Linked DNA regions of Mus musculus: region 1 is linked to region 2. The links are chromatin contacts, called in public Hi-C maps. All regions are on one chromosome and are shown on one strand. Each heading gives the region's core, a stretch centred on a gene start, on an enhancer-like site or on the middle of the called end of the contact. The rest is flanking DNA. Distances are from core to core; before and after follow the strand shown. Region 1 has its middle 23 kb from the start of Gm33317. Region 2 overlaps Gm33073 (a long non-coding RNA gene).

Evidence for each region. A called contact is a pair of places that touch in the nucleus more often than the background predicts.
Region 1: a contact with region 2 is called in a Hi-C map of forebrain, with 5 times the contacts expected there. The contact joins two enhancer-like sites. A contact is called at or near these places in 1 of 15 datasets of contacts at CTCF or cohesin (large pre-B cells), 2 of 484 Hi-C or Micro-C datasets (cortical neurons and forebrain) and 1 of 115 datasets of contacts at active chromatin or transcription factors (large pre-B cells).

Annotation. Positions count from the first base shown.
Region 1 is chr13:83,479,170-83,482,947 of GRCm38.p6, forward strand. No RefSeq gene overlaps it. Among named protein-coding and RNA genes, the nearest start is that of Gm33317, 23 kb to the right of the region's middle. Within about 2 kb of position 2,317, at least 12 of the 459 cell types and tissues checked have an H3K27ac peak or open chromatin away from gene starts, as enhancers often do. A contact at or near this core is called in cortical neurons and forebrain, where this site is marked.
Region 2 is chr13:83,109,865-83,113,589 of GRCm38.p6, forward strand. The region is part of intron 1 of Gm33073 (a long non-coding RNA gene); the gene reads right to left. Among named protein-coding and RNA genes, the nearest start is that of Gm33073, 8.8 kb to the right of the region's middle. Within about 2 kb of position 1,822, at least 69 of the 459 cell types and tissues checked have an H3K27ac peak or open chromatin away from gene starts, as enhancers often do. A contact at or near this core is called in cortical neurons and forebrain, where this site is marked.

The DNA.
Region 1 (3,778 bases), core at 1,067-3,566, 370 kb after region 2:
TCAGAGTCATTTTGACTTGCAGAGAAATCTTATTTTTTAAACTGTTTGCAAGATAACATTTCTGATGTTCACAAAACTCCATGAGGGACACCTTATCCATCCTCAGTTATAAAGAGTAATTGTGGGAGCAATTAAATTCAAAATATTTATTGAGGAATTTGGTTATTAAAACATACACTGAGACACATTTCTTTTAAAATTAAATATATGAGTAATAGTTGATTTTCTCACTCTCTGCTTTTGTGTATCACTATTGACATATGTATTTAGTGGCATATACTATCAACAAATGAATTGACACAAAGGAGATACTGATGGAGGAAATGTCAGGGTTTTGGCAGATTTTGTGCTTCTGGAATTGAAAACAATACCAACAAAAAGATTGGAGCCTAGAACAGCACAAATATTGTAAATTAAGTATTACCACCCAAATTCAAATATATTTCCATTGCAACAGTCTTGTCAATATGGTCCTGATAATACTTTACAAAATTAAAATCTGAGGAACTTTCGTGAAATAAAAGTTAGTAAGAAAATGAGAGTTTATGCATGTTTTCAGGCCTGAATACTCTCCTTTACTGGTATAGAGTTTGGTTTTTAAATTTACTTTGAGTCTTTGTTATTAGATGCTATGTATTTTTTAAAGCAGTAGCTGTAGTCAGAAGATCTGAACACTATATGTGAAATCTCTTCCTTCTCTTCTGCTAACTACATAAAAATAAAGATGATAGCTCTTGCAGCCTTGTGGTGTGGTTGACATTGAAAAAGACAGGTGTTACAGGTTATCACAATTATATTGACTCTCATTTTATTTCCATTAGTTACTTTTGTTAACTTACCAATTATGCATTGTTACCTTGACCCATTTTTGAGATGTCTCAATGGATCTGAAAGGCAGTAATTTGGGACCTAAAATTCGAGCTTTCAATTGCTATATTTTTAGAAAACCTTAAAGGTGCACAGGAAATTATGAATCTGGATGAGACAACACAGAGCTGTTCTGTAAAAGCATACAATAATTCCATTCACAATCCCTTTCCTTCTGATGTTTCTGAAAGCTAATGTCTTTAAATAATTGCTTGCTCACAGCCATTGGATTAATTTTTTATGAGTGAGTTTTCAAACTGTCCCTCTGCTAGACATAAGAATGAAAATATTTAAAATCAGGTATGCTGACTTGACAATATAAATGTGCACTTTTCTTATAATTCCCAGTGCAAAGGTTTTAGACATTGTACATGGTATTCCGATTCCTACAAGAAATATTTGAAATTCAGGAATCATGAACTATGCCTGAGTTCTTGGAAACTATGTGTCTGCTTTGGAGGCTGTTGGCTCCTGTGAATGGAAAAAAGTGCCACTGAGAATTTCAACCAACACGAAGCAACTGTTCCCAAGAATGTGGCTTAAGATTTTCAAAGAGAAGCCAGACAGTTAATGCATGCAGCTGTACTAGATGGTGACCGTGAGTGAGAATAGATGAATCAAGCAACACATGCTGTACCATGGGGCAGGTTCAACTTCTCCAGAATAACTAGAGTTCTTTATTTTTATCTGAACTGTGCTCATATTTCAAAAGAAACAAAGTCAAATACAGACAGAGAGTAGATTCTCTAAATCAGCACTGGTAAATAAAATGGTAGACAAGCTACTGTCCAAAAATCAAAGAAATTACAGATTCTCAAAGTTACCCTGACAACAAGAGATACCTAAATCTTGCATGTTCTTTTGAGGATGGCACATATGACAATTTTAAATCACACTAAAATTCAACTACAAAATTCTTCCAGAATAAATTAGCTTCCAAAAATCAAACAGTTTCAGAGAGCCTATAAAAAAAAAAGATAAGTGTGAAATGTAGGCCTTCTGTGGAATCACCAAGATCTCATAGCTCTTTATTCTTTCTCTAAAAAGTTTCTCTTGTAAAATATAATTTAGAGAATGCACAGAAAATAAATTTAGGATGGGCCAAACAGTTATGAGGCCCGAAGCTCCAATGACAACTTCAAGAATAAACACTTAATCAGCTTCAACCTATCTTCTTTTGGTGAGCAGACCTCATCATTTTTGTAAGGCGATGAATTTTGACTAATGTCATTGTGAATTGCTTATACAAATTAAATGTGCTACTTCTATAGGATACTTTGGGTCAGCAGCAGATGTTGGTGAATTCCTACAGAAATGCATGCCCAAAGAACGTTGGGTTTCTTTTTTTTTTTTTTAAATGGCAGAAATCTGCTAGCTATTCCTGCCTTATCTACAACAGCTGAGCAATCTCTCAGTGCCTCGCGGAGACGGGAAACTTGGCTCAGATAGAGCGTGGACAAGCTTGCCTTAATCACATTGCTCTTTTACATGTGCAGAAGGACATCAACATTGACAGTGCAGAGGAAAGCAGCCATTTGCTGAAAACAACTGTCAACGTTGTCAAGATTTTGGAACCTCTTATAATGTGATTTGTATGACAAATCTTGTGGTATTTTGTTTGTCAGCAACAGTCGTGAATTTCCATGTATCTGGGAAGGAAGGGAAACTGTGCCGAAGTGGAGCGGTTTCTTTACACAGGCTGCACCGAAGGAAAACAGTTATTAATTTCAAACTGACACATTTCTACTAGAACTAGAATTTTTTTCAAGTAAAAATCCATTTCATACACCATACAAATGTGTGCCCCCCACATTTTGGCTCAAATCTTGAAAAATTACACTCATCTTTCAAGTTTCCTTTGTTGCTTTTTAAATTTCAAAGCTGTTACTATAGAAATATTAATATTTCCTGAGTCAAAACTGTAGTACTAATGAGAGGTGTTCTCAGTGAAATAATAGGTTCATTTGTTTCCCCAAGAATGGAGTTGTATTTCCATAGAGCTCATAGAAGTGGCTTTAATAAATTATCCCTAAGTTACTGCACATGAGTGCTGTTGAGCAATGTTCCTTTCAAGTGAGAAGCACAGATACTCTCAGGCGTGTCTTTTTCATTGTGTCCTGGTTCCTACTTTAAGATACTTCTCTTATACAACTATTCCTTAATATGGTTTCTTCCTATGTCCTCAGCCAAAGGTCTCAACTCATGAGTGGAGTCCTTTTGAATATGTTTATATCACAGCCCACAAATATTCCTTCTGTGCAAATGACAAAATGCCCTTGAATACTTGACACCAAATAGGAATCCAGCCAAAAACGTCTCAGGTTCACTTCTACCACATTTGTGGCTCCTAGAGCAGACTTGCCAATGTCTAATGAAAAGACTCTGTCTTAGAGTTCTCTATCCATGAGGATCTAGTTCGAGAACGCTCTGCTCTGAATCTCAAACCTCGGCTCCACATAACATCTAGAATACCTTCATAAATTCTACTGTTAATGTTTGGTATGGATTGATGCTTTATTAATGGAATTGAACATGATCAATAAAATGGAGAGGCACCCTTACCATGGATGTTCAAATACTTTGCTTCAAACTTTTAGCACACAGATCTTCCTTTGAAGATCTTTTTATTTACTTGTTTTCTGAAAAAGAAGAGATGGCATACTCCATGTAGCTATATAAATCAAATGCAACCTCTAAATGCAAAATGCAAAAGTCATTTTAATTCTCCTGGTAACCATGTTGAAAAGTAAATGGAAGCAGATGAAATTAATTTCAGCAAAGTATCTTATTTAACCCAACGTATCCATAATGTAATTAGTTTTAAAATGTAGTAATGGCATAGTTTACATTCCTTTTATTTGCATTATATCTTTGAGATCTGCTGTGGTTTTCACACTTGCAGCACACTGCA
Region 2 (3,725 bases), core at 572-3,071:
TGTGTGTGTGAGAGAAATATTGCATATCCATGCTTATAGGAAGAATGGGTAAAGGGCTTGATGATTCAAGAAAAAATATCCCCATGGCCAAAATGTTCTCCAGAGACACACAGGATCAGGTTAAACTATCATTACACTCATCTGAGAGCAGCACACACCAGGGCACCTACCAACAGCTTCCATTCCACACAGTCAACCGTCATCTGTCTTGGATATCTGAATGAGTTGCTTCAAGGATACTCATCTGGCTGAAGAGGATAACATCAGCAGCCATCCTTTCCTCTGCCAATAGGGTCCCTTGCCAATTCAATAATAATAATAATAATAAAGCAAAACAAAAAGGTAATTCTGGGTGCACACAACTTTAATACAGGATTACCAATTTTAAAGTAAAGGAATGTTGCCTAAAATTTTACTTTTTTACCATAATGTTTCTGACAAAAATAAAAAAAAAAAAAACAACTCCTAATCTTGTATTATTTGTTATGCCCAACATGCTTTACCACAAGATCTATTGCTTTAAAAAGGTCTAGTTTAGTGCACTTGAGAGATGAGAGGACAAGCACACAGGTCAGAATACCAGGCTTGTCCTTGGTCTTGCACACTCAGGACTGCTTTGAAATGTTTGGTTATGTCTCCAGAGGGAGGTTTCATCTGGACCAATTCCCACAAAACAATCAATGGCATATCATCATTTCTTTCCCTTCTCCAAAGAAAAGGATGCAAAGAAAATAGTGCAAACGTAGTGAAGAGTTGTGAGTCTAGTGTGCATGAGAGGAGGCCTTCCCAATTAGCACATCAGGCCACCAGCCCTTCGTTGGCACAAGTCAGTCCTCATTTCTCACACAAGCCATGCCTTTTCTCCCAGGATTTATGTGTCTTCCTCCCCTCTCCATAAAGAATTAGCTGAATATAGTAAGAATAAGAGGACTCTGGGGCTGCAGATGGCTGACCAGCTGTTTCTGGGTGACACCCCATGAATCAGAGTCTCATCGAGCTTTAGTGCTTCCATGTTTTGGGGGCAAAATATTCTGCGTTTTGGAAAACTAGTTCATGGAAAATAATACAGCAAACTAACATTTATAGAAAACCACAGTAATCTTGTAACAAATGTCCTAAATTATGCACTCAAAAGAGGATCCAATTTTATACAAGGTTCTCTTCGAGAGACTGCAGAACACTTTCTTGTTTGTGATTGTAACTGCTGTTCCTCACAACCTCTATAAGTACAAAAAAATAAAACGACATGCCTTTATATAACATATATGCATAAGACAAATGTCAGCATGGGAAAGATGGTCTGTGGAGGGGACTATTCAGAAAAGTTCATTTTATGCTTTATTTTAGGTTCATTGTGTATATTTTCTCCAAGTTTGATGTTAAGATTAATGCTGCTTTTCAAGCCTCCTACATTCCACTTCAACAATGGTTATTCTTCAGTACTTAAGTACATTGCTGGGGGTATGGGCAAAATAAAAGTCATATGGAAGTTTATGTTCCAGCTGCTGTGCTCCCTCTTCTTCATGAGTGAGTTTCTGGCAGGCCACGAGTTTTACTAAACCCCTTCCCTAGTGCCCTCTTCAATTTTAGATCCTTGCTTGATGTGAAATGTCTAAGACAGTCATTTTAATAGACAAAAGAGTAGAGATAGCCCAAATACCAATGGTCAGGAAACAGGCATTTGTGAGGTGGGAGAATAAGAAGCCCCTGTGATCATTTTTATTCAATGAAAGCCATTCCTTTGGGTGGGAGTGTCAAATTCTAGTACCCACACATGCTGCCCGCATACCACACAAGCTGCAGGAATGCAGATTTCTGTATCTGAGAGCAGCTGCTAAGTGAAGTGGAACATCCAACAGATGGCTGCATTGTCATTGTTGGGGGAGGAGGAGAGAGGAGCTATTTTGGTTTTTCTGTTGAACGTGTATATGTGTATGAAGGCATGTGTGTACTTCACAGTATTCTGTTCTCCACTACCTATGATCTTTTCCACTATAGATATTTCTCCTGTGCTGTCAAAGACTGGTTTTGAATTTGCATATTAGGACAGTCACTAGAGGTTTTTTGATCATTTAGTATTTAATGGATGAGAAAAGAAAGGTCCAAGGGCACACAGCTATTAAAGCCAAACTCAGAATTTTTTCACTAGGGCATGCAATATAACAAAATTAATTAATAAAATTATTAAGTAAATAACACTCTACATAGTGATAGATCACAGAGGAGAACAATTCAAGGGTCACAGCTTCTCAGTCTTTAAAAATATATAAGTGCATTTTTCCCTTAAAAAATTATGGTGGAGTTGCTTTGCAGTTCTCAGAAGAAAAAAAAAAGTAAGTATTCAAACTAGTCAATATGAGCATTTTATTATGAAGCTTATTAGATTTTAAACAATTTGATTCATGGTGCTCCACAATTTTAATAGCATATTTAGAAATAATAGACTTCGGCAAATCAGGTTGTAGAACTGCTATCAAAATCCATGCATAAATGCAAATTAAAAACCTTAGGTCCCATCCTGACCTGCTTGCAAAATGTCCCTATTCCCCTTCTGATGGTAGCTTAAAGAGTACCATCACATAGCTTATTCATTGATGTGTGTGTGTGTGTGTGTGTGTGTTTCTAGAAATAGAATCAATAGAGAACAGACAAACCCACAGTTGCCAGTTTGTACAGTTTTGTGGTTTCTGCCAGGGCTACTGACTCGAGAAGGTCTACCAGATAATGAAAGCAAACTATTTCAGTTCCTGTGGGTCTAGAGTGCTTCTGTAAAGTTCTGGTTTGAAACAAATGAATAACAAATTAAAAGGCATAGTAAAATAAGGGGGTGGTTAAAATATATTAACTGAAATCAATGTAGGAGAAACATAGTTAAAAACCTTGCATTCTCAGCAACAGCCTGAGATGTATTTGGGTAATTCTTTAAATTTATGATAAAAGCCTTTTAGCAGAAAGTCAATACACATAGGTGGTGAAGCAAGTATATCATCCTGTACTGGAGGTTGCATTAAACATTCGGTGTGAGCTCCACTGCTCATAGGAAGTAAGCAGGAGTTCATCCAACGAACGCACAGTATCACAGAGACCAAGCGTTCTTCTGTAGACAGTCTGTGGAGCCATGCTGATTACCATGCAGTCCTCTGCCTAGGGTGCTCACTGACGTCAACAAGGGTCCTGGAAATGAAGCAGGATCAAAATCCCAGAAGCCTGGACTAATAATAGAGTAAAGATGGAGAACAGATGGAAAGCAAAGCTTCATGGATAGAGTGTGACCTCATGTTATAAATTCGTCAAGTGGAATAAACAACAACAAAGTATGGAAGGCCTGTGAGAACTCACTGATGTCAAACTTCCAGAAATTTGCTGACTGAAAAAATGCCTAGATACAGAGAAAACTTTCCAAAGGAGTTCAGGGGCATCAATTTTTGGATTAATTATGCCTGTGTCTGAGAGCAAAGACACTTAAAATTAAAACCATAGTACTTTGAACATAGACTACTAGCTTTATCCCTTTACCCTTCATTAATATATGGATTCACCTAAGTTATTTTCCTCTCACTTGAGCAAACCTGTCATCTGTGAGAGGGCAAAGCCATAAATGTAGAACCTGGAGATGAAATCCCAGAAAACACTAGGCCTGAAGCAAAACATTGCAAGCGGTCTGCCACATCTTCAACAAATAGAAGTGCTTTTTCAAGTGTCTCTGTCTCGTGTGTGTGTGTGTG